Regions from separate parts of the Mus musculus genome. Here all the other regions are linked to region 4. Evidence: chromatin contacts called from public ChIA-PET, capture Hi-C and promoter capture Hi-C data. All regions are on one chromosome and are shown on one strand. Each heading gives the region's core, a stretch centred on a gene start, on an enhancer-like site or on the middle of the called end of the contact. The rest is flanking DNA. Distances are from core to core; before and after follow the strand shown.

Region 1 (4,692 bases), core at 731-3,230, 720 kb before region 4:
AGTAGACATACCCGGGGTAAGAATCACCCTTTGCTGCACTCCTAAATCGAGGCATCAAGATATTAAATGGAGCAAAGCTTTTTTTGTGTTTTTCACTCAAAGTATCAACTTTCTGATACATCCCTGGGTATGGTGTCACATCCTGTAATCACAAAAAGATTAGTGGATTAAATACAGATATCTTTCATAAGATATAATCTATATCTTGATAAGATATAATTTAACACAAATCACTTAAGGTAAACAAAACAGAGTCATTTTTATCCTGTTTATAAGTCATCTACATACAGGTTAGTGTGTCAAAGATGTAGAAATAGGGCCTTGTAGGCAAAAACCTAGTATGGGGCTGGGGAAGTTGTATAATGACATACAACACACAGAAATAAACTTAGTATGGGTAAGGAACCAATGTTAGTTGGTACAGTCTACCACTGGGAGAATTTTATAGTTAGTATCTCCAGTCCTTGACTGTCTATGTGGAAAACCACTAATAAGAGAGTAGGAACTTATGCAGCCCGGTTAGAGCTCAGTGAAAGCACATTTGCCTGGTGCAGTCTAGGCTCAGAACTACATCAGAAAAAGAAAGATAAGATTTCCCCCCACATAATTAGACTTGAAATCTAGCCAGACACATATACCACAAAGTAAAAAAGTTGGAATTTATCCTTTAACTGACAAGATAACGTGATGTATGTAGGTTCTCAATTTCAACTTTTGGTTATTAAAACCTTGCTTTGGATCCATTTCTTTAGTGAAGGGCTTTTCTCCCTGCTTCCCAATCATCTACCTGTGTTAATGTCTCAACATAAATTTATGTTGCCACATGATCCACCCAGAACAATCCCAGAACATTACCTTGCTGATTGGCTTAAACCTCACAGCTGTCCTGGCTCCAATAGCATAGCCTTTCGTACTGGTTGGGACTTTCGATAGATTATATGCCAAACCATTCCACTTCCAGTGGAAGGAAGAGAACGAAGGCGGGGTGGGGTGGGGGGTGGGGTGGGCGTGGGGTTGGGGTGGTGGTGGTGCGGTGGTGGGGTGGGGTGGAGAAAGAAGAAAAGCATCAGAATTAGTAACACAATCCTAGAACGGCCTTCAAAGTGGAGTGAATACAGAATGTGTAAACTTCTCTGCAAGACATGGCCTTCCCCCACCTTGTCTTGGTTCTTTTATAGTCAAAAGCATAGAGTTCAACAAATGACACAAGTGACTTTGCAAAGAGGTGTGGCTGGACAGACAAACACATGAATTTCTGTGTATCCCAATGGCTTCAGTCTTTAGAGCTGTCAACAACTGAATTTACTTTTATGGAAGAGTCAGCCTGAAGATTGTACTGACTGACAGCTCAAGAGGGCGCTGGAAGTGAAGACAGGGAAGGGATTATATGAAGACAAGCTTGCGTTTAGTGGGGGATGGAAAGTGGCGAACTATCGTAGTTTACACATAGGCTCTACAGCTTGTCTCATATTGGGACCCAGAAATTAAAGTTACACATAGAGCAGTTTTTCTCCCAGAACACCTATGCATCCTGCTGTAGACAGGAAACTGAGTCCCACCCAAGGGGAAGTGAATACTTACATCTGTTGCTGCTGCATAACACCCAGGGCCTGTGTGGGGCATTCCCCTAAGAGGGAGATACAGGTTCCCCAGCCAGGTTGGGGGATGGTAGTGAGGAAAGAGTTTCCTCGCTTGACGTGTTCCAAAGGAGTAATTATTCACCTTCCCTAAAGATCAAGAGAAGAAACTCCAGGTGAGCACGTGGGTGGAGGGAAGCATGGGGCAAGGGGACCGTGCTGCCAACTCTTACATTGTAAAGCAGGTGTAACTCCACGGAGCGGAGGAGCAACCGGTATTTCCTCCGTGTTCATCTCTCCTGCTCTTCTTACCCTTCTTCTGCTGTCTGCTCTGTAAATCTCTGCTACTCTCCTTACCTATTCTGCTGAAGCACATCCTGCAGGGTGCTAGGATTAGCTCTGTGTACTACGTTGCCAAGGGAACGGAACCGCGGAGAGCTCTGAGCGCGCCTGCGCAGCAGGTTGCTCAGGACACAGGTCAAGTTACATCTAAGCTTTGAGGCTCTTAACTCTAGAGGGTGGCACCAGCTAGGCACCAGGTGGAAGGGCTACATGGGTGAGTGTGTGGAAAACTTCTTTGGAAAAGTCCACGAAGAATACACTGCTGTAAAGGTAGGTCTATGGGGCTCAGATCACCCTAGGTCTGGACTCCGGGGACCAGAAAAGGAGAAAACTCTGTGCTGACAAGTGAGGAAGATTGTGCCTCTGAACGATGCCTGGAGCAGAGGACTGTGGGGCAGGTGGGTGTTGAGATTGCGCTGACAGCAAGGACCCCATCAGGTCCATTTTAGATCCGTTTTTCTTTTTCCTCAAGTCTGAGATCGTGTGTGTGTGTGTGTGTGTGTGTGTGTGTGTGTGTGTGTGTGTGTGTGTAGGGGTGCAGGGGTAGGAGAGCGCAGGAACGTGTGGGTAGGAGGCTTTCAAAAGCTAATGGCTCTCAGTGGAACACTAAGAGTGCATTTGCATTGTTGAAGAGCTTAATAATTTAACATTTTTGTAAGTCTCAGTATCCTCATAATTCTACTGACAGGTTTGCTGAGTGTTTTAAGGCTGTGGAAGCAAAACCACACAGTGTGTACTTCCTAGCAGTTGTCAACGTAAAAGGTTTTCATCACATAGATAACAGCCAACTAACCTTTGAGCTTTTTCATACTACTGAGAGAAAGAACATCAGAATGTTTGTTATTAAACTTTGTCCTGTGCAGAAACAAGAACTTTTCTCCCCTGTGTTTTAGGGTAGCTTTACGACTTGTCCAGGTATAGGAGGTAACAAGACACACTGTCTGGCCCATGCTGCTGTGTGTCTTCCTTCCTCCCTCCCTCCCTCCCTCCCTCCCTCCCTCCCTCCCTCCCTTCCTCCCTCCCCCCCCCTCTCTCCTTCCTTCCTTAGATTATTTTTTAGATTTTTTTATTAGATATTTTCTTTATTTACATCTAACCCTTTACTAGTTTTCCCTCTGAAAATCCCCTATCCCTTCCCTCCTCCCCTGCTCCCCAATCTACTCACTCCCATTCCTGGCCCTGGCATTCCCCTATACTGGGGTATAGAACCTTCACAGGACCAAAGGCCTCTCCTCCTATTGATGGCCAACTGGTCCATTCTCTGCTACATATGCAGCTAGAGCCACGAGTCCCACCATGTGTTTTCTTTGGTTGGTGGTTTAGTCCCTGGGAGCTCTGGGGGTACTGGTTGGTTCATATTGTTGTTCCTCCTATGGGACTGCAAACCCCTTCAGCTCCTTGGGTCCTTGATCTAGCTCCTTCATTGGGGACCCTGTGCTCCTTGAGCATGACTGTGAGCATCCGCTAAGATTTTTTTTATTAGATATTTTCTTTATTTGCATTTCAAATGTTACCCCCTTTCCTGGTTTCTCCTCCAAAACCCCCCTATCCCCTCCCCTCTCCCCCTGCTCCCCAACCCAGCCACACCTGCTTCCTGGCCCTGGCATTCCCCTACACTGGGGCATAGAGCCTTCACAGGACCAAGGGAGGACCATCTCTTCCCATGATGACCGACTAGGCCATCCTCTGCTATGTACACAGCTGGAGCCCTGAGTCCCACCATGTGTACTCTTTGGTTGGTGGTTTAGTCCCAGAGAACTCTGGGTGTACTGGTTGGTTCATATTGTTGTTCTTCCCATGGGGCTGCTAATCCCTTCAGCTCCTTAGGTCCTTTCTTTAGCTCTTTTGTGGGGACCCTGTGCTCAAAGCAATGGATGGCTGTGAGCATCCATCTCTGTATTTGTCAGGCACTGGCAGAGCCTTTCAGGAGACAGCTATAACAGGCTTCTGTCAGCAAGCACTTGTTGACATCCACAACAGCGTCTGGGTTTGGTGACTGTATATGTGATTTATCCCCAGGTGTGGCAGTCTCTGGATGGTCATTCCTTCAGTTTGCTCCACTCTTTGCCTCTGTAACTTCTTCCATGGGTATTTTGTTCCCTCTTTAAGAAGGATAAAAGTATCCACACTTCGGTCTTCCTTCTTCTTGAGTTTCATGTGGTTTGTTGTTGGGAGCCGCCCCCACATTCGCCGTCACAAGATGGCGCTGACATCCTGTGTTCTAAGTGGTAAACAAATAATCTGCGCATGAGCCAAGGGTATTTTATGACTACTTGTACTCTACCTTTCCCGTGAACGTCAGCTCGGCCATGGGCTGCAGCCAATCGGGGAGTGATGCGTCCTAGGAAATATAACTCTCCTAAAGAGGGAAGGGTTTTCGGTTTTCATTATTGAAGGGGCTTTCGTTTTTGGGGCTGGGCGCTGGGCGCTTGCCCTCCTGGCTCCCAAAGATGTAAGCAATAAAGTTTTGCCGCAGAAGATTCTGGTTTGTTGCGTCTTTCCTGGCCGGTCGTGAGAACGCGTCTAATAACAGTTTGTGAATTGTATCTTGGGTATTCTGAACTTCAGGGCTATTATCAGTGAGTGAGTACCATGTGTGTTCTTTTGTGACTGGGTTACCTCAGTCAGGATGATATCCTCGAGATTCATCTATTTGCCTAAGAATTTAATAAATTCATTGTTTTTAATAGCTGAGCAGTACTCCATTGTGTAAATGTACCACACTATCTGTATCCATTCCTCCGTTGAGGGACATCTGGGTTCTTTCCAGCTT
Region 2 (4,943 bases), core at 1,898-4,397, 750 kb before region 4:
GCTTAATAAGCTGGGTGTGTTTGGTTCCAAGGATATGTATTTTCTTACTCTAAAGGCAGATGACATAACTTTTGAACCTAAGAGGTAGTCCTGGATCCTTCAGTAAAGAGCTTACATCAGCCTGGGTATGAGGGCCTGTCTCAAAAAACAATAAGGACGTGAAACAACTGACTTTAAAATTTGGTGTTATAAAAGTCTTAAGGAGCAGTGATGTGCTCTCAGAACATGTCAGTAAAAAACAACATGATCTGCGAAGACATTGCTTTGTATGATAACACTTTCTAATGCAATAAACATTCTCGATATGAAGATAAGAGGTAAAATTCTTGCTTAGCCAACAATCATCTTTTATAACAAATAGTGGGAAACAGACCAGTTTAAACAGGTTATTGGCTAACAAAGAAGTGCTCATTCAGGGTTACTGTGAATTTTTTAGGTCAGTTTTTTTTTTTTTTTTAACTGATGGCTTTATTTCCTCAGTCCAGTTGTCCCCCTCCCAGTCCCTTCTCCCACAGTTCCTCATTCCATTCCTCCTCCACCCCACCAGGCCTTCCCACTCCCTGGGGCTTCTAGTTTCTCTAGGATTAGGTACCATCTTCCACTGAGGGCAGACCCATCAGTCCTCTGCTGTATATATTAGGGCCTCAGATGAGCTTGTGTATGCTGGTGGTGGCTCAGTGTCTGAGAGATCTCAGGGGTCCAGGTTAGTTGAGACTGCTGGTCCTATGGGATTGCTCTCAGCCTTTTCCAGCCTTTCCCTAATTCAACCACAGGGGTCCCTGACTTCAGTCCAATGGTTGGTAAGTATCTACATCTGTCTTAGCTGCTTGTTGGGCCTCTCAGAAGACAGCCATGCTAGGCTCATGACTGTAAGCACACCACAGCATCAGTAATAGTGTCAGGTCTTGGAGCTTCCTGTTGAGATGGATCCCAAGTTGGGCTGGTCACTGTTACCAACCCTCAGTCAAAAATTCTGACCCAGAATTGTTCCTGTCTAAACTGCAGCTACAAAACTGGAGAAGAAATGTCAATATTCTTGAGAATTTTGTAGTATTTACGCAACTGATTAAAGCATGTTTCCACAATTTATTCACAATGTCTCCAAAGTTTGAGTCAAATGTTTTACTGAAACCAAAGCACTACACGATTGTGTTTCTGCCTTCATCTCCATTAGTTTAATGAAATATGAGGAGTCATGATGCCTTGGGGAAGTTTTCAGTTATCCAAGTAAGATATATTAGTATTTTCCCCCCATAAGAATAGGCTAAATGCTAAGAAATATTTTCTAAATGCCAGTAGATGTGTGACATTCGCATCAGCTGTCCCCCCGCCACCCAAGGCCTGAAGGAACAAGATTGTGAACAGACAGAGCACACTGATTTGCAGTGTAATCCCCATTTAACATGACAATTCTCAACCACTGTGCATACAGAATCAGAGCTGCCAGCTTTGGGGTATGGTCACCCCTGAATTAGTCAGAGGTCATTCCTGTTCTGTCTTGGCTTTCTTGGCACCATATACCTCTGCATGTGGAGAGGTTAGGTACAGATTGGCAGGCAGATTACATTGAGAGCTAGTGCTCCTGGCAGCAGTGTAGTGGGGCACCTCGGTCATGCAGAAAGTCTCAGAAGTAGAGACCAGCATTTTATGTCAAGGTTTTAAAAGAAAACCAGCAGCGCCTCAGGCCATGAGTTAGAGGGACCCTGACAACATTGAGGCTCCAGAAATCAGATGTACCAATAGTTTATAGATCCGGTTGCAAAGTCATAGACCCAGTAACAAGAACTGGAGCACAGGAATGGTGACTGGGATGCAAGAGGAGCATGCATGGTCATTAGAGTGAAAAGGCATTAGGCGTCATTAAGCCAATGCTACTAGGTGTTGCCAATCCTGACTTATGTTGGCCTTGGGGGTACTTGCTGATTTAGGTCAAAAGTGGGATGTGGGAATGGATGGTACACGAAACAGATAGGACGAATGGGGCCCCAGGGATGGTACGTGCAGGAAGGGGCTCTAGGGTCTGTTCGATAATAAAGCCCACACTCACACACCCATGTTCTACATATTTTGTCTTTGTTCTTTGGTACCCAAATAAACTACTGGTTTAAAAATTATGAGGTTTCTTGCTTATTTCATCCCACAAATGAAGGACAAATGTTCAACAGATTTGACCACTGGGCACTGTTTTCCTTTCTCCTCCATTGCCCTGAGATCTGCTTAGTACCCCCTATTATAGATGCTCCATGTACAGCAGCATCTGTCTTAGAGAGGCTACACAGTCTGAGGCCATCTGGAACAGAGAAAGAAAACCAATGAATCAAAGATACCTGATTTATGCTTTAAAAAAACAAAAACTTTTCATGATTGTAGAGTTTCTTTAAAATTGGTTCTTGGGTATTCATATACCTGAGGCTCAGGTCACCTCATAGTTGGCTCATATGTTCGCCCAGTAGACACTGGGTCTGAACTCTGTCATGTAGAAAACATATAAAATGCTGTTTTAGTGTGTTTACTTCACCTGTTCAGAAGTGTCAGTATTTGCTTTTGAGCATCCTGCTCTTTTGAGCAACTTGCTAATGACATCTGTAAGTAATTAAACTTATATTTTATGCAAACCATAGTCTTCACATCTCTTTAGTTTTCATAAATTCCTTCGAAGTAAGAACAAACTATATGTGGGAAACAGGCTTTCTTTTATGTGTGGAAACTTTGGGGCTCAGTAACTCATCCAAAACTATAAAACTTCCTAAATAGCCAAAAGCCTTAGTCCAAAGCCAAAGCTTTGAAACTTTCTGATACAGTTTTCCTGATAATCTTGTATAGACTTCATCATGTCCTAGGTCTCCTCCATCTCAACTGCAGAGCTGGATACCAGGAAATGGGACTGATTGCCAGACAAGTCTCAGGGCTACTGCATTTGTTTTTGTTATAGCCTGTGGTGAATACTCACTCCCTGCTAGTGTCAGGTCAGGGATATTGATTTGTTGGCTCTGAGAACTACAGCTGTTCTGGAGAGAGAGTTCAAGTTGTCAGCGGTCATTGTGACTCTTGAATCATTGTTTCTGGCGTGGTGCTTACGTGTAGCTGACTCCATGCTGCAGGTGAGCCAACTCCTATTAAAGAGTCTTGAGCTTCATCACCAGAGCTACCAGGCAGTTGAGATGGGGAGGCTGCTGCTGCTGGCTGGTGAGTGTGACAGAGCCTAGCAATGACATAGTCCAGGAGATAGCAGTTTGTCTTGTCTCTAGTGCCTAGCAGAGAAACCTGGGGCTTAGGGAGCTGGATTATGTGAATGTGGGGTAGAAAAGAAAAGAAAGGCACCTGTGGAGGAAGGGGCTGGGCAGTAGTTCTCCAACCTGGTGGTTTTCATGCTTGGGCTTCATCTTGGACCAGTTAATTTGAAATTTCTGATGAGAGGGCTATGATGTGTATGTGCGCACGTGCGCGTGTGTGTACGTACTTTTGAATTTGTAGCCAGAATTGAGAATCACTGGCCGAGAGCTTTAGCACACACTTCTAACCATCATTGTCCCTATGCAAAGCAGGTACATGTAGCATGCGATGTGCTTTAGAAAAGGAGCTTAGACTAGTTCCACTCTGTTAGCTTTGGAGGAGAGGAAACCAGTGACTGATGCATGTCTCTATTTGTGTGTCTACATGTGTACATGGTGCTGAGCTGGAGAGGGCACTTGCTAACTGGAGGGTGTGTGGAGTGTGCACTCTGCATGTGTGTATATGAATTTCTTCATTTCCTGCAGGGCTGGTTCTTCTGATGAAACACAGTGATGGTGAGGAAACCACTTCTCCTCCAGAGCCAGGGAGATTCTCTGGCTAGGAAATCTCTATTCAGCGTCTCCTGAACCTCTGCCTGTCATGGCTCCTTGGCCAGAGGTTATTAATCCAATACAATCCAACACAGGACTCTGGTTATTTGCTGTTTGTATGTATCCTTATGTGCCAGGATCTACTCTCATGAGGCATTCTTTCTTCTCTGGAGCCTCAGCAAAAGGTCAGGATGTCTGGGGGCATGCATAAGCAGCTTTGGTGTATGTTTACGGGGGATATGGAGGCTGTTACAGTGGCCTGGTCTCTGATTAGGCTTGTTGACTCACTCTACTGTCAAGAATCTGAGTTCCCTTCTTGCCCCATGATCTCTGCTGATTAATACTTGCTCTTCTTGCCAGGTACTGCCTACAAACTGGTGTGCTATTTCACCAATTGGGCACATAGTCGGCCAGGCCCTGCCTCCATCATGCCCCATGACCTGGACCCCTTTCTTTGTACGCATCTGATATTTGCCTTTGCCTCAATGAGCAACAATCAGATTGTGGCCAAGAATCTGCAGGATGAAAACGTTCTCTATCCAGAGTTCAACAAACTCAAGGAAAGGTATGTTAGATGTGTACTTGAGTTCTCAGATTTTATAGCTTGAAGGAGATTATGCCCACAACTCTTATTACTCTTAAAATTTCCTGGTTTTTCTAATTCAATTTTCCCTCAAATGGGGATCTGAGTACCTCTGACATAAGAGCTCTCCATTGACCTGAGCTCCTCCTTGCCTTGATGACTTGGTAGTGTTGCCTCTTCCTGAGTGTCTTCACGCTCCTTTCTCCTGGGAAACTTTGGCTCACCCTTTGAGCCCAGTTGTGAGGAGTTAATGCTGCTAATGTGCTTCAAAGAGGTCCTGAGAATCACAAATACTCAACAAATGTTAAAGTTCTTGCCTCTTGCAACTGCCAGGCTGTGAGTTTTCTTCTAAGGGGAGCTCTTTGAACACAGAATAGTTAGGGCATACACAAAGAAGCTGATGCTCAGGAGGTGCTGAAGTGTTTCCTGTCTGGCGCCTGTGGGTTCCTTCTCTGCCCAAGGGAAGGTCTGTTATTATATTAATAGAGAGTGATGGGCAGGTCAAGCTCCCAGGAAGTGGGATGCTTGTCTATGTG
Region 3 (4,950 bases), core at 857-3,356, 830 kb before region 4:
TCCTACCTGCGCCCTCCCTTACTTGCCGTGGGTAGGGCAGTCATCGCACCTGCTTCCTCTTTGGGTCTGTGAAATGAGAGCCACTTCGGCTTTGCCACATCTAACATCTAAATGGTATTTAGGAGAACAACAGCATAGCTCCTTGACTTGGTTAGGGCCAGGCAAGGAGTTCTGTAAGTGGAAGGTGAGGAGGGTCGTGAAGTAACCCTTTAAAAATGTTTATTAATCCTTTGAGGATCACACACACTTACACTCACATACACATACTCACATAGTCACATACCCTCACAGACACATACTCACACAGAGAAACTCATATACTCATACAGTCACATACATTCACACACACCCTTACACACAACATATTTGATCATGTTCACTCCCTACTCCTCCCCTAACTCCTCCCAAGAATACGCCCACCCCCAACCCCTCCTAACTTCATGTCCTTTAAAAAATTATTTTTATAACCCGTTCTCGATGTCCATATATTAGTGGGTGTGGATCCACCCACAGTAGTGTGATTGACCTTCCAGGGGCCATGCCCTTAAAGAAAACTGACTTTCCCTCTCCCAGAAGGACACGCCCCCTGCTTGGACTTAGGTTTCTGGAGCAACCTTCCCTTAGGCTGACCTTCCGGCAGTTCCTTGGAGCCCCACCCAGCCAGCAGCTGCCCTCGCCTCCTGCAGATGTTTCCAGTTTGCAGATTGCTTGGGGTTCTCTTTGGTCATTCGTTCCATTTGCTCAGAAACAACAGCCAGCATTCTTGTCGGGAAGTGAGAGAGTGCCAACCTCAGGATGACACAAAAGGCCCCAGTCATGGGAACTAGATAGAGATGGGGTGGGGGCTGGAAAGGACCAGAGACTGGACCATCTGCAGTGACCTAGACTTCTGCTGGCCTCTGCTGCAGCCGGGGCCACCAAAACAACATCTATCTGGCTTCCATCTGGCAGGGCCCAGAGTGGGTCAGTTGAGTCATCCTGGAGGGTTCAGGTCAGAAAGAGCCATTCTCCTGGAGGCCCGGGAATGACTGGAGAGTCATTCTGGTTCCTTGGCCCTTCACAGTCAGGATCTATTCCAAGGTTAATGAAAGGTTAGAAAGTGTTTGGTATTCAGGATCAAGTGCAGACACAAATGAATAGGCTGCGCATTAAATCGTAAATTGTGTGCCGTGCGTTTCATGTCTGTCAAGCAGCTGTTTTGGCAGGAGGTGACCATAATATTCATCAACCTTCACACCCTGCCCAGAAGGTGGCCTTTTTATAGCCTTGAAAAGTGCCAAGTGCTCTGCCACGCCCTCCAGAATGAGTGACAGGTAAGACACAGAAACTGTGGTTATGGTTCTGAATAGGGCGGGCTCTTGAGATAGCCAGGCTTCACCTGCAGCAACGGAGAGGCCCCTGTGGCTGCGGGTGCTCCATCCTGCCTGTCTAGGAACTGCCTGCAGTCAGACCCCCCAGGCTGGCCTCTGCCTGGGCTCACGAAGGGGGGCGGTCTCATAGCTGAACCCTGGCACAAGCTTCTTCATGCGGTCAAGCCACTCACTTCCTGGCAAGTAGAGAAGATAGGAGAAGACGTCATCGCCGTCCTGCCATCGCCTTCGGGTGAGTCCAGTTTCTGAAGCTCAGAAAACCAACAGAGGATTTGGAGCAAAAAGCTTCTTCAACAAAAGACGAGAGAAAGGTGCCAAGGAAAGCCACATCTAGACCATTCCAACCTCAGGGGCACAGCCAGCCTGCAGTTCACGGTTCACAGAGGGTCTGTGGGTATAGAGACGCTTCCTGTTGGTTCAGTAACCAGCAAGCACCTCATGAGGAGTCACTGGCCCGGTGCCCATGAGGCCCACAGGAAGAGCATGGGTGCAGGACTCTAAGAGTGGTCCAGACCCTGCCCCAGATGTTGGGTGTTTTTTACTTCTTTCAGGTCCCAAAGAATAATCTTCCTCCTTCACCAAAGAGGAATTAAAGACATGGGAGATTGGGCAATGTGGCCAAGGTTATCCGCTTAGAAACAAAGCTCACAAAGCAAGAAGGACGTGGCATGTTCAACGTCTGAGTCACTCGCTGGCAGCCAGCCCATTTTGATTTCTTCCCCGGGGCTGGGCCTCAGGGCATAAATGCAGTGGGACAGGCCTGACACCTGGAGGCAGAAGCCCTGTGTGTACATGGAGTGGGACAGGAGGTGGTTCGATGCGGGAATCTCACCGAGGCAGAGAACTCTGGCACAGGTTTGAGTGCTGAAGGTCTGGAAGGTAACTTCCAGTAAGAGGTGATATGACTGGCTGGCACATCAACCTGGATGGACAGGGCAGGGAGACTGGCCATGACACATACATGCAGTGGATCACTGTCTGGTTGGGTGGTCCTAGGGTGTTCATCTGTGGGCTCAGCGAGGTGGGCACCAGAATAAACAAGGAGCTAAATGTTCTGGCTAGCCGGTTTTGACCTCAAACCAGTCACTTTGGGCACCAGTTTCCTCTCATGTTCAATTCCACTTCTAGCACACTTGTGCTCTAAAATCTCACTGTGAATGTTGATTTGGGACAAGAAAAGTGATGAGTGTAACACCAGGAACAGTTCTAAGCCCTACAGAAAAAGCAAGAAGAACAGGGCCAAGAACAAATGACAGAGCTCTGATCATGGAACACAGAAAACAGGGTGCCCATGGCATCAGATTAGACAAATCACACTGAAGAGAGAATGGACGTGTGGTGGTAAACAAGCATAGAGAAGCCACAAACTGTCTTGTAAGGCATTCTCTCTAAGGGCCTCTTAACCAGACTGAGTAACATAACCCCAAAAGACTGCAGGGAAAAGATGCAACAAAGAAACAAAAAATGGACCCTCTCGTTCCTCTCAGCTTCTGCCCAACACAGTGACATGGTTAGCACCCTCTTGGGCTGGGGTGGGATGTGTGTGGGGGTAGGGTGGGGACAGACCTGGGAATAATATATGCATTCAGCTCCAACATAAAACAGGTCTCCCATGTTGCCAGGTGTTATAAGAGGCTCCTGGAGGTCCAAAGTTGAATAGGAAGTGGGAGAAACAATTTAACTCCAAAGTAGCATAAAAGTGCTCAAAGAGAGGATAGCATAAGCTGAAATGGAATCCATAGTGAGGGAGGGGCCACTGGCTGCCCACCAGCGCCTTTGATCCTTCTTGGGAGTTGATTGTACATACAATGGTAAGTGGGTTCTGCCTGTGCCGTGGGTGGCACCATCCCGGATACTTCTGGGCATCAGTGCCCCAAGCTCTGTTATTGAGTCCTCTCCAAGATACTCAATTAAAATGACAGCTTTGCCATGTTTTGTTTCTTGTTTCTAGAGACAGGGTCTCACTTTGTAACCTTGGCAGTCTGCTCTGGCTTTGAATTCACAGAGATCAAGCTGCCTCAGCCTCCCAACTTCTGGGATTCCAAGCATGCATCTGGCTGGGTATTTTATTTTTAGAATTACACAAATCCCTATGGGTGAATGGGAAGCAACACCAAAGTTCCTTCTATGTGCTCGTTATTTGTGACTTGCAGTCTTCCCAAAAGCATGTGCTCATAATAAAAGAACAGAGCATGACAACTAAGATACCAGGAGCCAGGGCTGGAGATTTGACTCAGTGGTTAAGAGCATTTGCCACGGACTGGAGAGATGGCTCAGCGGCTAAGAGCACTGACTCCTCTACCAGAGGTCCTCAGTTCTATTCCCAGCAACCACATGGTGGCTCACAACCATCTATAATGGGATCCAGTGCCCTCTTCTGGTGTGTCTGAAGACAAAAACACAGTGTACTTACATATAATAATAAATAAATCTTTAAAACAAACAAACAAACAAGAGCAATGGCAACTTGTGATGGTTTGAATAAAAATGGCTCCCTTAGGTTCATAGGGGAGTTGCAGTATTAGGAGGTGTGGCCTTGTTGGAGGAACTGTCACTGTCTCAGAAGCTCAAGCCAGGTTTAGTGGCTTATGGTCTCTTCCTGCTGCCTGCTGATCTAGATGTAGAATTCTCAGTTACTGTTCCAGCACTATGTCTGTCTACGTGCCACCATGCTTCCTACCATGATGATAATGGATAAAACCTCTGAACTGTAAGCCTGCTCAGTAAAATGTTTTCCTTATAAGAGTTGCTTATAAGGCTGGTAAGATGGCTCAGAGGGTAAGAGCACTGACTGCTCTTCCGAAGGTCCTGAGTTCAAATCCCAACAACCACACGGTGGCTCACAGCTATCTGTAATGGGATCCGATGCCCTCTTCTGGTGTGTCTGAAGACAGCTACTGTGTACTTATGTATAATAATAAATCTTTGGGCTGGAGCAAGCAGGGACTGAGTGACCAAAGTTGACTGGAGCGAGCAGAGGTCCTAAAAAGTTCAATTCCCAACAACCACATGAAGGCTCACAACCATCTGTAAAGCTACAGTGTACTCACAAATATAAAATAAATAAATACATTTAAAAAAACAAAAAAGAGTTACCGTGGTCATGGTGTCTCTTCACAGCAATAGAAACGCTGAGACACTACTCTCTGAGAGGACCTGATGTCAGTTACCAGCACTCACACCAGGTGGTTCTGAGTGCCTTGTAACTCCAGCTGCATGCAAGTGATGATGACTTCTGGTCTCTATGCCACCTTCACACAAGTGTGTGCACACACATAAAAATAAAAAAATAATTTAAAAAAGGATACTAGAAGCCTGAAGTTGAGACAATGCGTGCAGCTTTTCTAGAAAAGTCTTTTTTTTGCTGAGACAAGCCTGGCTTGTGCTGACCCACTCTGAGCTCCTGGCTGCCCAGGAACAACCTACGCCACCAAGCTAATGAACAGAGCAGGAGAGGTATTAGAAGAGCAACATCCTTCCTAGAACCTCCTCGGGGAAATAGGTCTCTTAAACCTTCAGTATAAGCAATAACAATGTAGTATCTTTAACCGTGATGAAATGCTGAGACAGACTCTGTATA
Region 4 (4,989 bases), core at 463-2,962:
CTTTCTTAAATGTGGGAATGAAACTCCATTTTTCTTTTGGTCACAGCATGGGTGCAGTGACTGATTATTATAAGCATAAACCCTCATGTTTTCTTCCTCTACAGGAAAAAGTTTGAGGGCTATTTCAGAATTGGACTGAGGCAGAGAAGATTTTTGTTGAAATGTATCTCAGGCTAATTTCTCTCTCTGCCAAATTTTTCTTTCACTGAAACTGATAATCTAATAAACTTCTTGTCCTCCCAACATCTGGATAGCACAACCTGTGATAATTAGTCTTGAAGCTTTAACCCAGATGAATAAGAAAAGCCCGACTGGAAAATATAATCAATAAATGGCAATTGATAAGATAGCAAACAAGGTAGGCAGCCTCCCAAGTGCCGTACCCCCCCCCCCCACACACAACACACACACACACTTAGACACACACAAACTCTTAGAGAGGGTTCTCACTGTATAACCCTGGCTAACCTGAAACTCACTTTGGTGACTAGGCTGACCTCAAATTCAGAGACCCACCTGCCTCTTCCTGAGTTCTGGAATAAAAGGTGTGCACAGCAATGTGTAGCAAAACGCATTTGATTTTTTTGTTTGTTTGTTTTAGTTGTTGTTGTCATTGTTGTTTTTTCCTAGTAACTTTGATTACATAGACAAAAGATGCCATAAAGCTTGAAAGCATTAAGGTCTGCCTATCTTTCCTGATGTCTTTAGTATGAGAACAGGGTACTTTATTGTCAAATAAATGTGCTATACAAAAATAGGAAAATGATACTTTCTCTTGACATATCAAAACCTGAAGTTCTTAAAAATCTTTAACGTTTAGCAGTTAGGGGTATGAGTAAACCTTTCTTCTTCCCTTTTTGTGAGACTAGATTTCATGTAGTTCTTGATGGCCTTCTACTAAGTAGCCAAGGGTGATCTTAAAGCCCCTATCGTCTTGCTTGTACTTTCCAAGCGCTAGAATTGCATATGTGTGTCACTAAGCCTGGTAATTCCATTTTTAAATAACCATATAAACCTTCAAATTGTCTACCTTATCAGTGTCCTGAATTTGAACACTGCAGCATACAAGATTGCCTATGTCAAATAAAATTTTATCTTTGAAAACACTTTCATAATATTCCACACCTAATTAAACTATAATTCCTCCTACCCATTAAACAGTATGATCCCAATTCTCAAATAGTCATTAACTGCAGGACTCTAGAGAATTCTTAGAGCTGGTTTCTGGAAATTAAGAGTTTCAAAAAGTTTATACAGGGGATTTAATGCACAGACACTCAAAGAATTGAATACATGACAGTAAGATACAGTTTTAACTGAGGTGTTAGTGTGGGAATGGAGAAAATGGTTAATCGATTAATGTAGAGCAAAACTTCAAGAAACAGAAAAAAATAATCACTTCTAGCCATGAGAAGGGAGATAAAGGTTTTCAACAATTTATGGCAACTACCAAATGCCTATCTGTGTCTACTGAATAAAACTGCTAAGGAGGACATTATTACATTGGCTTGCAAAAGCGCATGTACAAGTGCAGACAATTTAAGCCTGACACCGGAAGTATTTCATTTCATGTAGGCAGTGAAAGCACTTTCTCTTTTAGTTCCTCCTTTGATCCGGAAGAAGAGACCTCAACCTTCGCTGTCGATTGGACCACGTCATAAGGGCGGGGCCATGGCGATCCATTCGCCTTGGTAACCATATGTGACGTAGCTGTATGCCTAGGATCCCTGGCTCTAGGAGCTCGGTTTTAGTGGGCGCAGACTCCGATCAGGCCCTGTCGTGGGTGGTGCTATTGATGCCACGCCCCCCACGTCCTCTCTGACTGGCTGTGATGCGTCACGTAGCCAGAAGAGACTCGCCGGAAAACTGTGAGCTTGCCTGAGGTAGGAGTCTTCCGGCTTCTACAGCCACTTCCCACGGAAGCTGGGGGAGCCGCCCTCTCAACTATCTCCCGTCACACCCTTCTGTTCGCTCGCCTCAGACGCTGCCCTTCCACACCCGTGCTCTGGTTCGCGCCTACTTGGGGACGCTGTCCCCCCAGTATTCACTGCCCTATCCCCTCCCACCCATCTAAAATGTCTAATAGTCTCCAGAGCGTCATTCTGAAAACCGCAGAGGAAAAGTCAGGCTCGCGCTGGTAAGTACCAGTTCCCAGTTCTTCAGGCGCCCGCCCACACCCTGTGACTTAGGTTGTCATGGCCGCGTCAGCTGACGTTCAGCCGCGCGCACCGGGTGCTAGCTGCGGGGATGTGGGAGCACAGCGCCATCACAGCACACCTCCTTACACCGCACCCACTGCACACCAGTGCAGAGCCCTTGGCTCCCAGTCCTCTCCAAAATGTAAAGCAGCCCGCGATTACAACGCAGCTACCATCTCCTGGCCCCCAGCGCGCCCTACGCCACCCGCTCGAATTTCATAGGCGGAACAAGTAGATACCCACGGAAGTAAAACCAACTTGGCGATGCTCCAAGAATCTCAAACACTTACCAAAACACCCATCGTGGATTAGCAAGTGCAGCCCCGCGGCGCTGTAACTTCAAGTGAAAATAGTCCCATTTTAATGTACTTAGAAAATGTGTTCTAGAACAAGGGACTTTAGTATTTGAAAATTTCAACTAATATGGAGAAAAGTAAAAACTTGAAATGTGTTTTTCCAGGTAACACATTTGAAACGGGTCTAAAAGGGGTGCATCTCATTGGTTGTCTCTACAAAGGAACAGTTGGAACACTGTATGGCTCTGGTTAGGTAGGAAACTCACTATAGCCAGGACTGTCCACAATACAGCCTGGGTTTACCTCGTGTTAGGATTACAAAGGGTTCTGACAGTCTTTGGTTTGGAAATGTATCACCAGTAACATTTTTCTTTTAATTTTGTGTTAATCCAGATGAAATAAAAGCAGGAACAACAGAATATTCCTTAAGGAACAATTCTTTAATTTATGCTTTCCAGAGTTAATGAGTGCTTGTTGAGAAGCAAAGATTAGTAAGTCTGTAGAAGGTAAATGAACAACATAAAATCTAAGAGCAAAACTGATGAAAGGGGATTGTGGTTGAAAAAAGAAAATCTACCTGGTGTTTATTGCAGCTTTGTTTGTTACCATTTATGAGACTAATGTTTCACTTTCTAATAAAAATAATGGTATCAGGGAATATTTTGATAACAACAGAAAAGAAATAATTTAAGAAAGAAAGGATTATTTAAATATTTGCTCCAAGTTTAAGAACATGAATTTGTGTCCTGTTTCTAGGTTTCTTTTAGTTACAAGTATATACAAACCCAAATTGCAATGAAAAACCAATAGTGATTTTAAAAAAAACACACACACACATTTTCCTTTAAAACAATGCTCTAACAAAAACAAGTGACCATCCTGTGTCAGCCTTGCCAGTAGCTGAATCTTTAGGAAGCTGTTACTATGCAAGTACCCCCCCCAAAGTCATTAACAGTAACTAGTGAGCTGTTAACATAGAAAGAACTGTTATATAGCAATAGAGACGGCTCTTTGGTAGTCTGTATTTTGTGGAAATTTAAAGATAAATTGTATCCTATACAGAGAAGCAAAAGTAGAAGAAATGCTTTTTAGTCAATAATTTTATATGTTTTACCTGTATATGATATATTATAGATGATATAACTTATGTGTTTAAGATCATATTCTTTTCCAGTCCTATAAGATTAAGTGGTGCATTAAAGTTTTTTATTATGCCCTTGGGCTCTCTTTTAAACACTTTCTAACAATTTTGGCAAATTTTTAAGTCAGAAAAATATCTTAAATTCAATTATGTTTTGGTTACTTTCAACTTCTTTAATTCATTGGCTTATTTTCTTGTGCCTTGTTATATTTTCATGCTTTTATTTCTTAAATTTTCTGATATCATAACATATTCGGAGTAGTATTGTCATAGAGAATATTTATTACTTAATGTATGTAATTTAATCAAGCATAAAAATAGGAAACTCAGTTTTATAAGAACAATGCAAAAATCTGTATATTTGCAGTGTAGTAGTCATTTAATTATTAAGATTTGCATTGAATTCTTATTTACTCAGTTGTGTACCACAGGTAGCATAATAGCTCTAACGTTTGCTTTGGTCTGGTAACTATTTCATCTATTGGAGATTGAGTGTGCAGAAAATTTTTGGAATAGGATTGATGAGATTAAAATAGGTTTGAGTAACTAGTGACCGTGCTGATTTAGAATGAAGATTGTATTTCAGATGACTTCAGAAATCCGAGGGCTTGGATAAGATGGTAGAGAATTAGATTTAAAGAAATGGAATAAAAATTACACATACCTTATTAGGAAATTACTAAGATTTATTGAGAAGCTTTCTTGTCAATATTTGTGAATTAAATGAGACAAAGACAAATGTCCAGTTAAAATTACTGCTCTCAGCATGTGGCTTCATTCACTTGGGAAGAAAATGTTTCATTGCTGGTTGATGTCTTTGGTTGTAAAGTTTTATCTTTACAACTTCAGAGTAAACTTGGAGAGACATTAACACCATATAAGCTAACTGGACTTATGCAATTGAATTGTTGAACCTTGCTTTTTATATAAAGTATAAATAAGATTCCTTAAGGAAAGCATGTAATTCTGTATAAGTTATTGAAAATATTTTAAACCCTTGTATTTTTTTTTCAGCTAAAATGTTGATGACAGTGGAGGTCTATATTGCTTGGCTTTTAGGATTAAAATTAATGGTGATATTATTCCATTAATAATATATAGTATTTAATATTATATGAATTGTAACATATAACTTCTTACATATTTTTTATAAATAGCAAGAAGGGAAAGTTTGGTCTCCTAACAGATGAAAATACGTTATTTTCAAAACCATAAAATTTCATTAGCCTCCAACATGTTAATTATTTCATTTCTAATCCATGAGTGATAAAATATCCATATAGAGTAGTAAAAAACAAAACCAGAAACCTCAGAAATTAGTTTTGTTAGCATGTTTATCAGGACTTTTAATTTT
Region 5 (4,981 bases), core at 1,402-3,901, 790 kb before region 4:
TAAAACCCTTAAGAACACTCTTAGTGGTGATAGGCTTTTCTGAGCAGCGGCCTCCTCACCACGTGTGTGGGAGATACTCGGTAAGATGCTGTGCAGATGTCAAAGACCAACGAGAGCCTCAGCCCCTGCGCAGTACAGATTGTGGTTTTTCTTATACCTGCCACATCTGGGACGTTTATTTTAGAAAGTATCACAAGGTGAGCTTCAAAACTAAAATAAAATGGTGTAATCCCATCGATAGACCATGATAAGAGCTCTTCAACACATAGGGCTGTTCATTTCTGGAAGTTCTCTATATTTTCAAATAACAGTTGGCCAGGAAGAACTGAAACCGGCAAGCAGACCCGTGAGAAAGCAAACCACCAGGTTCAGACTGACCACACTGCCTCTCTTTCTTCTACTTTTCTTAAAAAGATTTATTTAAACTAACCAGTACCCCGGAGCTCGTGACTCTAGCTGAATATGTATCAAAAGATGGCCTAGTCGGCCATCACTGGAAAGAGAGGCCCATTGGACTTGCAAACTTTATATGCCCCAGTACAGGGGAACGCCAGGGCCAAAAAGTGGGAGTTGGTGGGAGGGTATGGGGGACTTTTGGGATAGCATTGGAAATGTAAATGAGGAAAATGCCTAATAAAAAATATAAAATAAAAAAAGGTGTATTTACTTATTTAATGTGCACCAGTGTTTTGTCTGTATGCATGTCTATGTGAGGGTATTAGATCCTCTGGAACTGGAGTTACAGATGGTTTGAGCTGCCATGTGGGTGCTGGGAATTGAACCTGGGTCCTCTGGAAGAGCAGCCAGTGCTCCTAAGCACTGAGCCATCTCTCGAGCCCTGACACTGGACTCTCTTAATCAGTTCCATGCTTATACAAATGTTTTCCAATGTTTTTAATAACTAACAGCGAGACAGGCACTTTTACATGTAAAATGTCAGCTACAACCCTAGTTACTTTTTGGTGGCCACAACTTTAATTCATATTTAGGCAAACCCATCATTAAAAAAACACTGGGGTTCTACAAATCCTCTGAGTCCGAAGGCAATTTACTTAGAAAAATGCCATAAGTGGCTCATATGCTTTAACCAGTCAGTTTCTATAAGTGAATATGCCTATCCTTAGATATGGGGGCAGGGGAAGAGAGGTTAAGAAGGATTCCTGTCCCCAAGTGTCATTAAAGCAATAGCAAGGCAGCATTATACCGTAGCTCACCATTCAGCATTCTTGTATCTGTCGCTGTCAGAGCAAAAGGGAAGTGCTGACAAGAAAATTTGGTTGGAAGTCTGAACTGTGAGAACAGGAAGACCATGGTCCACCCAGAATGAGCAGGGGTAACACTTTTTCTATCACCTTTTGGTTCCTTTTGAAATTCATGTTGGCCATGTGAGGTGGTACATGCTTTTAATCCCAGCACTTGGGAGGCATAGGAAGTGATGCCTGTGGATTTGAGATCAGCTTGGTCTACATAGTGAATTCTAGGACAGGCCAGTCACTATGAATAGGGAGAACCGGTCTCAAAATAAAATAAAATAAGTCAATGGTATTCATTGGAGAACACCATAAAATATTAGCATATTTTGTATTTTATTATAGTATACATTTATATGTTCTATAAAATAGAAAGTATTGAAATGTATTCTTCCTGAGGAGTATGACTTTCCACTAGACCTTACATTTAGAGCTACTGATACCTCTGCTTTTGCAGGAGTGGTTCTATATAAAGAAGCAACTCAAAGAAATATTAGCACATAAAAAAATCCTAGGCCACCCTACTGTAACAGACTAGGTCATATGACAACACCACAGAGAAACAGCTACTTACAAATCTAGGTGACAAAACCCAACAAACATATTTACCTTTAAAAACAACAATCTAGTCAGGTGTGTTGGCACTCACTGGAGAGGCTGAGGCAGGAGAATTGCCATGAGGTCAAATCTAGCCTGGATTACACAGAATCTGTCCAAAAAATTCAAAGGGAGCCTGGCATGGTGTGTTTACATCTCTAATCCCACAAGTTGGCAGAGGCAGGCCGATCTCTTTAAATTTCAGGAGCGCCTGAGTTCCAGGCCAGTCAGGGGTACATAGTGAGACCCTGTCTAAACAGAACAGAACAGATCAAAACCAACCAAAATACGGGCAAGAGGGGTGGCTCAGCAGGTAAAGGTACATACCCCACAACTCTGGAAGGCTGAGTTTCCTAGATCCCATGCAAAGGTGGAAGGAAAGAAGTGACTTGAAAGTTGGTTTTGATATGTACACAACACCACACACACACACACACACACACACTTTTTAATCCCAGAAGAGAATAACAATAATCCAAGCATTTGTCAGAAGCAGAAAGTTGAGCCAAGAACAATGCTCTTTGCAGTTTGATCTGGCATGAGAGACTCACACTCCATACGGTGAGGCCTGTGCAACACAGCCGTTCCAATGTAACCCTTCCCCCACCCAAAGAACAACATCAGAAGCCAGCACTAAACAGATAATTAAAATGTCCTCTGATGGGCAATTATTTAGTCTGGATTAGAAGGGTCTTTACCTTTCCAGAAAGACTCCAGTCATACGATGCAGCTGTGAGACTGAGCGTTTGACTTTTCTGTTCCTAGTCTTGGTTTTCAGAAATGATGAAACAAAGTTTACTCCCACTGTCACTGTCACCCTCAGGCTGTGTCGCAAAGATATGTTTAAGCTCCAAGGCACAGACTTCCTCTTTGAGGCCAATGGTATTTTTTTTTCCCCTTTCCCTCATTTCCTTTTCTTTAGATTGGCTCTCTTCTCACAGAGCTAGGCTGGTCTCCACCTGCTGTGAATGATACTGCCTTTCTGATCCTCCTGAATACTAGGACCACAGCCTGAACCACCATGCCTGGTTTGTGTGGTGCTGGGATTAAACCCAGATCTCCATGAAAGGGAGGCAAGCACTCTACCAAGCGAGCCGTAGCCCCACCCCACCCTGTGGCACAGTTCTAAAGATCCTGTAAGCCATAAGAGTTGCTTGTATACATTTTCACACATGAATGCCAGAAGATCGAGGAAAGTTCATTTCTAGGGAAGAGTTTATTATTTAACGCCCTCCCCCCACCCCCGAAGTTTACTGACACCAGTATGACCTCATCACCAACAGCAAGGCCTTTATAAATTCCATCTGGCCTGATGAAGGAGATGAAGCTGAGATAGAAAAATGAAGAGTTACCTGTCAAAATTAAACAGTGGGAACTCAAGTGTATTCAGAGCATTGAAATACCTTTGGAGGGAACAGAAGATTAATATATATATATTTTATTTTTAAAAAAGATTTATCTATCAGTGACTGCATATCAAGTGACTTCTTTTGTGATTGGGTTACCTCACTAAGGATGATATCCTCCAGATACATCCATTTGTCCAAGAATTTCATAAATTCACTGTTTTTAATAGCTGCGTAGTACTCCATTGTGTAAATGTACCACATTTTCTGTATCCATTCCTCTGTTGAGGGACATCTGGGTTCTTTCTAGCTTCTGGCTATTATAAATAAGGCTGCTATGAACATAGTGGAACATTTGTCCTTATTACCAGTTGGAACATCATTGAGAAGAGAGGCCTCTTGGTCTTGCAAACTTTATATGCCCCAGTACAGGGGAATGCCAGGGCCAAGAAGTGGTAGTGGGTGGGTAGGGAAGCAGGGCAGGGGGAGGGTATAGGGAACTTTCGGTATAGCATTTGAAATGTAAATAAGGAAAATATCTAATAAAAAATGAAAAGAAATTTACCTATTCAAACTTGCAAGTATTAAACAATGTTATAGAAGAATTAAAAAAAAAAGATTTATTTATTTATTATATGTTAGTACACTGTAGCTGTCTTCAGACACTCCAGAAGAGGGTGTCAGATTTTGTTACAGATGGTTGTGAGCCACCATGTAGTTGCTGGGATTTGAACTCAGGACCTTCGGAAGAGCAGTCAGTGCTCTTAACCACCGAGTCTTCTCTCCAGCACCCAAGATTCATTTATTTATAAGCATTTACTAGGAAAATACTATCAGGCAGATGCCACAAACCACCTAAGGATTGGTGGACGGGATTAGGCAGTGTATTTGGGATCTTGCCAATGGCGTAGGAGTAAGCACTGGTAGGAGAAGCTATAAAGAGTAAACACAGATGAGCTGAGTCTGAGTGTGGGAGGTCTTTACATTTAAACCTGTATGCAGTCACTAGGTTTCATTGAGTGAAGATGAGACTGCACTCACGTAAACCAGATGGTAAGTATCACTCACTAGGTATGGCCTCCAGATGCAATCGAGAGAGTTGGATGTGGTGGTATATCTATAAATCTTGTTCTCAGGAGGCTGAGACAGGAGGATTTCCAAGCTTGAGGGCCTGGGTTACATAACCAGACCTTTTTGGAGAGGAGAGGGGACAGATTTGAGAAACATGAGCTGACTGTGGTTGCCACCAGCCTAAACAGCATATTATTCTAGAGTAAGTAGGAGTACAGTCTAACGTCGTGGCCAGAGCTACAGTAGCATAAGCTGGTTTATCATTTTCAAGTCCTGTATGCTGCTGTATAAGATATATGTGTTATACTTTTGCTGTGGGTCTATTTACCCTGACATCATTGCAAACATGTAAGCAATGCTCTGATGTATGACATTACAATAGCCAATAACAATGGATGAAAGGAATTTCCAGCCTCATTAAAATCTAATATTTGTAACATGTGAACTAATGTTGGCCATCATATGCTATGTGACTGCATTGAACAACATTTATAAATAGATGTTTTGCCTGCATAGATGTCTGTGTGTCACATGCACACCCAGGGAAGAACCCCTGGAACTGACGTCATGAACTGGAGGGGCAGGAGCTGATACTAAAAGGTGGGATTTCTGGGTCTCAGGAGGAAGAGAAGGGGACGCAGGGAGCACTGTGGATTATTCAGACCAGGCTGTGGAGCGGATAGGAAATGGCAGACATGTAGATCTTTCGGGGCACCA

The links. Promoter capture Hi-C pulls out the DNA fragments that hold promoters and counts their contacts. ChIA-PET counts read pairs in DNA pulled down with a chosen protein or histone mark. Capture Hi-C pulls out chosen DNA fragments and counts their contacts.
Region 1: a contact with region 4 is called in an RNA polymerase II ChIA-PET map of memory CD8 T cells, with 21 read pairs. The contact joins the promoter of Pifo here to the promoter of Lrif1 in region 4. A contact is called at or near these places in 7 of 115 datasets of contacts at active chromatin or transcription factors (acute myeloid leukemia, embryonic stem cells, epiblast stem cells and 3 more).
Region 2: a promoter capture Hi-C map of liver shows a contact between it and region 4, with 7 times the contacts expected there. The contact joins the promoter of Ovgp1 here to the promoter of Lrif1 in region 4. A contact is called at or near these places in 15 of 39 promoter capture datasets (the 3T3-L1 cell line, 3T3-L1-derived adipocytes, the C10 cell line and 9 more), 1 of 484 Hi-C or Micro-C datasets (the G1E-ER4 cell line), 2 of 115 datasets of contacts at active chromatin or transcription factors (astrocytes and craniofacial prominence) and 2 of 9 other capture datasets (liver and macrophages).
Region 3: an RNA polymerase II ChIA-PET map of memory CD8 T cells shows a contact between it and region 4, with 64 read pairs. The contact joins the enhancer-like site here to the promoter of Lrif1 in region 4. A contact is called at or near these places in 4 of 115 datasets of contacts at active chromatin or transcription factors (effector CD8 T cells, large pre-B cells, memory CD8 T cells and 1 more).
Region 5: a contact with region 4 is called in a capture Hi-C map of macrophages, with 7 times the contacts expected there. The contact joins the promoter of I830077J02Rik here to the promoter of Lrif1 in region 4. A contact is called at or near these places in 2 of 39 promoter capture datasets (liver and neutrophils), 1 of 115 datasets of contacts at active chromatin or transcription factors (bone marrow-derived macrophages) and 1 of 9 other capture datasets (macrophages).

Annotation. Positions count from the first base shown.
Region 1 is chr3:105,999,517-106,004,208 of GRCm38.p6, forward strand. Pifo (primary cilia formation) reads right to left here and starts at 1,981. Exons shown (of 6, transcript NM_029604.3): 1 at 1,811-1,981; 2 at 1,582-1,727; 3 at 856-954; 4 at 12-142. The coding sequence starts at 1,871.
Region 2 is chr3:105,970,655-105,975,597 of GRCm38.p6, forward strand. Ovgp1 (oviductal glycoprotein 1) reads left to right here and starts at 3,148. Exons shown (of 11, transcript NM_007696.2): 1 at 3,148-3,186; 2 at 3,759-3,788; 3 at 4,185-4,389. The coding sequence starts at 3,162.
Region 3 is chr3:105,893,390-105,898,339 of GRCm38.p6, forward strand. The region is part of intron 1 of Tmigd3 (transmembrane and immunoglobulin domain containing 3); the gene reads left to right. Among named protein-coding and RNA genes, the nearest start is that of Adora3, 8.6 kb to the right of the region's middle. Within about 2 kb of position 2,107, at least 231 of the 459 cell types and tissues checked have an H3K27ac peak or open chromatin away from gene starts, as enhancers often do. A contact at or near this core is called in effector CD8 T cells, memory CD8 T cells and pancreatic cancer cells, where this site is marked.
Region 4 is chr3:106,719,970-106,724,958 of GRCm38.p6, forward strand. It overlaps Lrif1 (ligand dependent nuclear receptor interacting factor 1), which reads left to right and starts at 1,713. Exons shown (of 4, transcript NM_001039488.1): 1 at 1,713-2,137. The coding sequence starts at 2,076.
Region 5 is chr3:105,930,013-105,934,993 of GRCm38.p6, forward strand. I830077J02Rik (RIKEN cDNA I830077J02 gene) reads right to left here and starts at 2,652. Exons shown (of 6, transcript NM_001033780.3): 1 at 2,546-2,652.